Linked DNA regions of Mus musculus: region 2 is linked to region 1. Evidence: chromatin contacts called from public Hi-C data. All regions are on one chromosome and are shown on one strand. Each heading gives the region's core, a stretch centred on a gene start, on an enhancer-like site or on the middle of the called end of the contact. The rest is flanking DNA. Distances are from core to core; before and after follow the strand shown.

Evidence for each region. A called contact is a pair of places that touch in the nucleus more often than the background predicts.
Region 2: a contact with region 1 is called in a Hi-C map of pancreatic cancer cells, with 1.5 times the contacts expected there. The contact joins the enhancer-like site here to the promoter of Shisa4 in region 1. A contact is called at or near these places in 12 of 39 promoter capture datasets (the 3T3-L1 cell line, 3T3-L1-derived adipocytes, Sertoli cells and 6 more), 50 of 484 Hi-C or Micro-C datasets (the G1E-ER4 cell line, the MC38 cell line, cerebellar granule neurons and 27 more), 15 of 115 datasets of contacts at active chromatin or transcription factors (the 230-238 cell line, the HPC-7 cell line, the SCID.adh cell line and 9 more) and 4 of 9 other capture datasets (adipose tissue, embryonic stem cells, liver and 1 more).

The regions. Positions count from the first base shown.
Region 1 is chr1:135,373,307-135,376,808 of GRCm38.p6, forward strand. It overlaps Shisa4 (shisa family member 4), which reads right to left and starts at 1,757. Exons shown (of 5, transcript NM_175259.4): 1 at 1,583-1,757; 2 at 1,072-1,243. The coding sequence starts at 1,655.
Region 2 is chr1:135,409,650-135,413,349 of GRCm38.p6, forward strand. All of the region lies in intron 4 of Ipo9 (importin 9), which reads right to left. Among named protein-coding and RNA genes, the nearest start is that of Ipo9, 19 kb to the right of the region's middle. Within about 2 kb of position 1,537, at least 79 of the 459 cell types and tissues checked have an H3K27ac peak or open chromatin away from gene starts, as enhancers often do. A contact at or near this core is called in the HPC-7 cell line, the MC38 cell line, adipose tissue and 8 more, where this site is marked.

The sequences.
Region 1 (3,502 bases), core at 507-3,006:
TCTCACCTTCCAACATTCATAAGAGGAACTCCTCACGGAGCTGACTCCAACTCTTGGCCAGCAGGGAGCCACAGCATGCTATGTCTTGGGGTTCCCTGTGGGATTAATTCTGCCCACCTTGTTAAGTAGCTCTAAGAGACCTCTACTTCCCAGGAGGCCATGCTGTCTGGGTAGCTGGCATGAGGCATGCTGGGATTTGTAGTGTGCCCACCTACCACTGCTTTTATATTGGTTAGGTTTAAAGTATGTTGGCCTCAATGGAGCCTTTGAAATAATGAAGGGCCATTATCATCAAATCTTACAAGAGCTTGCAATCCCCTTATATCAGTTTTATGTGTTTGCAGCTCCCTTTAAAAAGTTTGAAACCACTAATTTGGGGGCTGGGAGTGTAGCTTAAAGTAGCATGTTGGCCTGTTTGAGGGCCTACCCTTAGCCCTGGGCTGGATGGGGGAAGGATTAGCAAAACTTTTAATTTTGGCAACTGTTTCTTTTCTTTTCTTTTCTTTTCTTTTCTTTTCTTTTCTTTTCTTTTCTTTTCTTTTCTTATTTGTTTGTTTATTTATTTATTTATTTATTTATTTGGTGGTGTTATCGTTTTTGAGATAGTCTCACTTTGTAGCCCAGGCTGGTCTGGAACTCTTTAGTGATGATCTTCCCGCCTCAGCCTTCTGAGTGCTGGGATTACAGGTGCGAGCCACCAGGCCGGGCTAGCAACTTCCATATTATTTTAAAAGGTAGCGGTACTCTATAGAGGGCAAGCGCCTTAGCTGGATCACAGTGCACCAGCCTGGAAACAAAACCCAAGTCTTCCTGCCCTCTCACCAGAGCGTCTACCAAGGCACTCTGCTGTTTGAATGTTAGTGTTAACTCAGCACACTCCCTCCCAGGACCTGTCAGGATCCAGAAAGCCCCTGGAAACAGCCCAGGCAAGCCCATGGTAACTAACACCAACCACCCAGCTCTGTCACCATTTGGAGTCCTGGTGACTCCTGCAGTTAAGAATGTGGAGGTGGGCACTGGAGCCAGCAGGAGGCCTCCGGAGAGGGGGTGGAGTGGGAGTCCGCAGCCCACCTGAAGGCCAGGCAGTGTTTCTGCTGTCTCTCGGTGATGAGTAAGGTCAGGTCCCTGCAGCAGTACCGCTGGTAGCAGGTCCCGCAGCAGAAGGTGAAGAACTCGCAGTCAAATCCCGGATGCCAGGAGCCATTCCGGTCCAGATACCACAAGCAGTCCTCACTCGCCAGCGCTGCGGGCAGGGGTGGAGGTGCCCAGTGGACACCAGTCCAATTCAGTTCTAGCCACCCTCAATCTCACTGCCTTGACAAGCTGAAAGCTCACTTTTGTTTCTACCCTAAGCTAGAAGTCCTAGAAGCCCCTTTCTCCCTGAAGCTGAACCCCGCGCCTGGGGGTCAGGTTCCCGCTGCCTGACCTCTCAGCGCCCTTTCTTTCCTGCTCCGGGAACAACCGCAAGCATCTGGGGGGCATGGACACCCGGAAGATAGCCTCTGAGGACATGGCTGGTCCCTTTCACCTCTCCCTGATCTCGCCCCACCCCACCCATCTCGTGTCGCTCTCCATCCCTTACCCAGAGGAGCCCCAAGCACCAGCAGGACGACGGCTGCGAGCGGCGCGGTCCCGCGGGGCCCCGCGGGCGGCATGGCGAGAGGGGGCTGGGCGCGGCCAGGACGGCCTGGAAAAGGGGCCGCAGGACAAAGCTGGACGAAGCCGGCCGGCGGGAGCTGCAGCACCGCCCAGCCCGCGGCCAGGCTCTGGCTCCTCTCCCGCCTTCTTGGGGCGGGACTAACGCCCCGCCTGCAGTAACCCTGCCAGGGCCCCGCCCAGGGGTCTGCCCACCAGCGACGCCCACCCAGCCTCAGCACCGGCCTGGTACCCCTCACCCCAAGACACAGCCCTGCTCTCTCTGTCCACAACAGTGTGGTGACTCCTTTAGTCTGAGCCCTTAAGGGCACAGCCAACAGCTGGTCACTGCGGTCAGGGAGGCCTGGCAGTACCCTGTGCCCGCCTCTCTCCTGAGACCAATCATTATCCCAGACCCCAGAAACACTGATCCTGGTGCCACCTCCTAATGAACAGCTCATGGGCCAACTCTGGAGGGGCAGGGCCGCACCTTCCCTTGTGTGGGACCTCCTCTGCTCTGGTGTCCAGTCTTGGACGTCCTGCAGGGGGAGGATGGGGCAGCGTCACCCTGCCCCCATTCCTAGAAACAGGCATCCATTGAGAGGAAGTTCAGAGAAGCTTTGTCCCCATCGGTGCCCACAGGGCCTGGGCCCTGGCAGCTGCACTGGCTCCTGAGATGGCCCCTTCTCCCTCTGAATGGACAGCTCCAACTATAGCCTCACTCCTCACCGGTAGGGGTGGCCGCCGCCACTTGAGACACAGCCAGTTAAACACTTTACAGTGGAAACTCTTTTTCTTCATGGAGCAAGCCTGCAAAAAATACTACATAAGCTATCAGGGTCAACAGTTAGTTACAGGTGGAAAGTCTCAAAGAAGAAAGTCAATGTACCTTTACCAACTCGTGTGGAGTTGATGCAGGACTCAGCGTCAGAGCCTGGGGCTCCAACGAGCCAGGTTTAGACAATTACCCTCAATAGACAATTAAAATAACCAAATTAATAGTGAAATGTATTCAATATGGCCACACTGGAAAGAGGGTCATGGAGATCTAGTGATTCCTTTCCATGCCCTAGTCCTGTGGGTCTCAGCCTTCCTACTGTGGCAACCCTTTGACACAGTTCCTCAAACTGTGGTGACTCCCAACCATAATATTATTTTCATTGCTACTTCATAATTGTAATTTTGCTACTGTTATGAATGTAATGTAAATATCTGTTTTCTGATGGTCTTGGGCAACCCTTGTGTGAAAGGGTGCTTCTAACCCCAAGAGGGGTCTCGGCACAAAGATCCTAGTCCATCTCAAGTAAGGGCAAAGCTTAAATAGAGAGTAAGATATTTGACTAAGTGGTCCAGGCAAGATGTGATTCCCCTGCCCATTACTGCCTTGGCTCCTAGTTGCTCCTGCAAGGTTACTGACAAACTGTAAAGTCTTTCACCAGGAGATATGTGCCTTTTCTGTATGCCCCTGGGCCTTCACCAATTCCTCACCCAGCGGAAAGTTCCTGGGGTCCATTTCTTGGAGTCCATTCTTTCAATACTCTGACAGCTAAAGAGGAAGCAAAAGTCCCTAAGCATTCGTTCACTGCTGCCAGACAGACAGGTAGTTACAGAATGTGGAGTAGTCATGCTCCACCTGCATGCAGTTCCCTGACCAGGACTACCGATCAGCTGAGGCAGAGTAATGGCTACCTTAGTCTCCTGCCATGGACACTTAAGAAAATATTTTTTATGTGTCTGAGTATTTGCCTGCATGTGTGCATGTGTACTACACGCATGCCTGGTGCCCTTGAGGGTGTCTGATGCTCTGGAGCTAAACTTATGGGTAGTTGTGAACCATCCCATGGGCACTGGGAACCAAACCTGGGTC
Region 2 (3,700 bases), core at 287-2,786, 36 kb after region 1:
ATAGGAACACAAAAGAAGATACAAGATATTAAAAAGAAAAGCACACAGATTAAAGCCATCTGCAACACAACTGCATACAAGTAAGGCAAACAGGGGTCCTTCTGAGCTTGTGCCATGACAGCTTTGAGCACAAGTGCCATTCTGGTTTCTGTCAGTTCTGTCTCCTGACAAGTTACTTCAATGTAAACAACAAAACAAACGGGGCATAGTGGTGCATGCCTTTTTAATTCCAGCACTTGGAAGGCAGAGGCAGGCAGATCTCTGAGTCCGAGGCCAGCCTGGTCTACAGATCGAGTTCCAGGACAGCCAGGGCTACATGGTGAGAGCCTAGTCTCGAGAAAAACCAACCAATCAACCAACCAACCAACTACCAACCCTCCCACCCATCTGAAAATGTATTAAGCATCGACTCCATTTATCAATGTGTAATTCTGGGGTTAGGATTCCTGAGTGAAGGTGTTTAACCCATGTGCAGATTTGAAAGAGGTGAGGAAAGACAGGTCATATCGTCTTGTGTATGGAAAAAAATTAAATAAGAAAATGCTATGCATAAAGACCCTGTATCAATCCCCACAGGTCAAATACAGATCAAATACTGGAGACCAGCTGTTCTTTAGGAATGTGGCTTCCTTCTGAAAGATAAATTCCAAGCTTTGTCTTAATAAAATTAATATCTTAATAAAATGTCAAATTCCATTTAGACTGAAGTCAGCCCAAATAAATACATTAGATAGCATATTACCACCTCTGGGCCTAGGATCAAGCATAGCCTGCATTTATGAATAAATATAGCATAGAGCTTGGGTGCAGCTTAGCACGTTCAAGGGTCTGGTCCGATCCCCAGTGTCATCGCCACCATCACCACCACTACAAAGAAAGGAGTCTTAGTACTGAAGTGACTAACTGTACAGTTTAACTTTTCTATAATCATTGTGAGTAGTCTCAATTTGTTCATACTTTGTAGGTTTAAATTCAAAGTAAGTTTTCTGAGGTCATTATTATCAAGTCAAAAAGTCTGGGGTATTAACAACTAAATTTACAAAACTATAAGATAGAAGTAAAAGATTTATCTATTAGATCAAATATTTAAATTCTTAGCATATAGTCCCTTTATATCTTGAGACCAAGTTCTCTTTTATAAATAGTAAAATAACTCAGAAGTCAAGAACAGTATCTTCCTCCAAAAAGTCTCAAAGACACTGGGCACAGCTGGACATGCCTATTTTCCTAAGCTATTCTGGAAGGTGAGGTGGGACTACCGGAGCCAGGAGTTAAAAGTTAGCCTGGGCAACACAGAGTGACCTCCATCTCAAAATAAAAAAAGGAAAACCCTAAAGAGAACTGGTCCCACATTTCTCACACACCAATACTTTTCTGTCCTCATGGATGTTCCAGTTCCTGTGGTGTGAAGTTGAAATCAACTGGAGTAGCTATTTGTGAATGGAGGCTGGCTGCCGTCCACTTCATGCCTGCTGACTCATTACAAAGGATACACATTTCTTCACCAGTTCCTTCTCCTGGCTGGGAGAAAGTGACCTCACTGTATAGTCATTTCCTTAGTCAAGTACAAAGCCTCTTCTGCTTTCCAATCAGAGTAACTATACAGCCATCCTTTCTCTCCAGGTCTGTCAGAAAGAAGCTAACTCCGTACAGGAAAACTAGGATTTCCTCTCCTTGGCTAAAACAATTGCCCTTTGCTGGATACCCTGGCACTAGGAGAGCTAAGCAAAGGCTCTTAGAAGTTCAATTCCACAGAGCAGTCACCTCACTCATACAGAAGCAGGGAGGTGAAAGGCCAATCAAGGAACACCTTGGCCTTTCTGATGTTTCTGAGCTAAAAGCTCACCAGTAGGTACACAGTCGGAACTCTAAAAGGGTATCTGGGGGTAAGAATAGGACAAATGAAAGGTCTGACTTTGACATAGAATTGGTAACCTGCTATTAATGCTGAGTGGGCATGTAAAATGCAGCATAGATGCCAAGTAAACAGATTCAACGGCTAGACCTCGAGTGCTGCTCCTCACACACCTGAGCGTAGGAACTCGACATGCCACTCAGTGTGCAGGAGCCAGGGAATTATATCAGGAAAGGACTTTCTTGTTTGTTTGTGTAGCCTTGGCTATTCTGGAACTCACTTTGTAGACTAGGCTGGCCTCGAAGTAGAGATCTATCTGCCTCTCTCTTGAGCGCTGAGATTAAAAGCATGCACCCCCATGCCTGCCACCATGCCCGGCAGAAAAGGACTTTCAACCTCCCCTCCTTTCATATGCCAGAGCCCCAGGAACATAGAGGTTTCAGAGATCAAAGGCTCCCATCTCCTCCTCTATCACACAACACCATGCAGAACCTGCTAGAGCCAGAAGAATTGAGAACTAATTTGTAACTAAGTGCAGCTGAGCTAACAATTTACCCCATAACCAGTCTTTAAAATATACATACATATATCTATCTTATTTTTTAATTACAAATGTGTGTGTGAGCGTAGATCCTCAGAGGCCAGAGGCACTGGATCCCCTGAAGCTAGAGTTAAATAAAGGCAGCCATGAGCTGCTTGATGTGGCTACACAGAATACAACTCAGGTCATCTGCAAAAGCAGCATGCATGCTTAACTGCATGCACTAGCCTCCTTCTGAGGGGAGGGAGGGGGCTTTTGTCTGCATGTATGTCTGTGCACCGAGTGCCTGCGGAGGGACCAGGAAAGGGAGGTATACCCCTGGGATTGGGCTTACGGATGGTTAGGAGCCCTGGGAATTAAACCCAGGTCCCCTGGAGAGCAGCCAGTGCTCTTAACCACTGAGCTGTCTCTCCAGCCCCATAACCTCCCCTCTTCTTCCTATACTGTTCTTCTTAGTCTCATCCCTTACTCTTTCTACTTAATGAAAACTTCCCATCAGCTTTAACAATCTCTAAAATCTGCAGACCCCAAAGGGGTCTCAACTTTCCCCTTCTGGCTACATTTTACTAACCTCAATGTTTTTCTTCTCCAAGGTGATCTATGCTAACTCCTCCCTCTTACAAATCCTAAATCCTCCCTATTTCTATCTTACAAACAAAAAATTTTGAGTCTACTCTACACTATTTAAACCTGGTTATTTGTCCTCCAACAGTTCTTGACAATTGCTTAGTGCTGATATCAAGCAGCTGTGGTTGCTTTCACAGCTAATATGGAATTCGGGGAATAAGACAGACTGTACACCAGGTCCTCAGAGCTACTCCTGGTCTAAGGAATTATTTTCTGAACTACACATTCAAGTCCCATTTGACCATTTCAAATATGTCATCTGAAAAATATAATTGACAAAAAATAAACCAAGCAAAGAAAAAAATACCAGATATGTAAACCCAATGCAGTAACATAAAAAATAGGAAATATCAAAGCAAACTAACTCCTTCAAAATTACTAAAACTATAGCAATGATCTCTAGTGAGAATCGGATGAAGTCCCTGAGAGAGATCCCAGTGTAACAAGCACATTTCAAGACACAAATAAACACCTGAATGAAATAAGGAAGGCTAGATATGAAATATGAAAGAATTAAGAAGAAACTGAAATACTGAATAAAAGCCAAGCAGAAATGCTGGAATTAAAAGACACAGTGAAATAAATTCTGTGGACAGTCAGCACAGAATTAATAAAGGAGAGGACAGAGTGTCTGCCCCTGAAGACATGATGGAGGAACAGTGCAACAAGGACAAAAA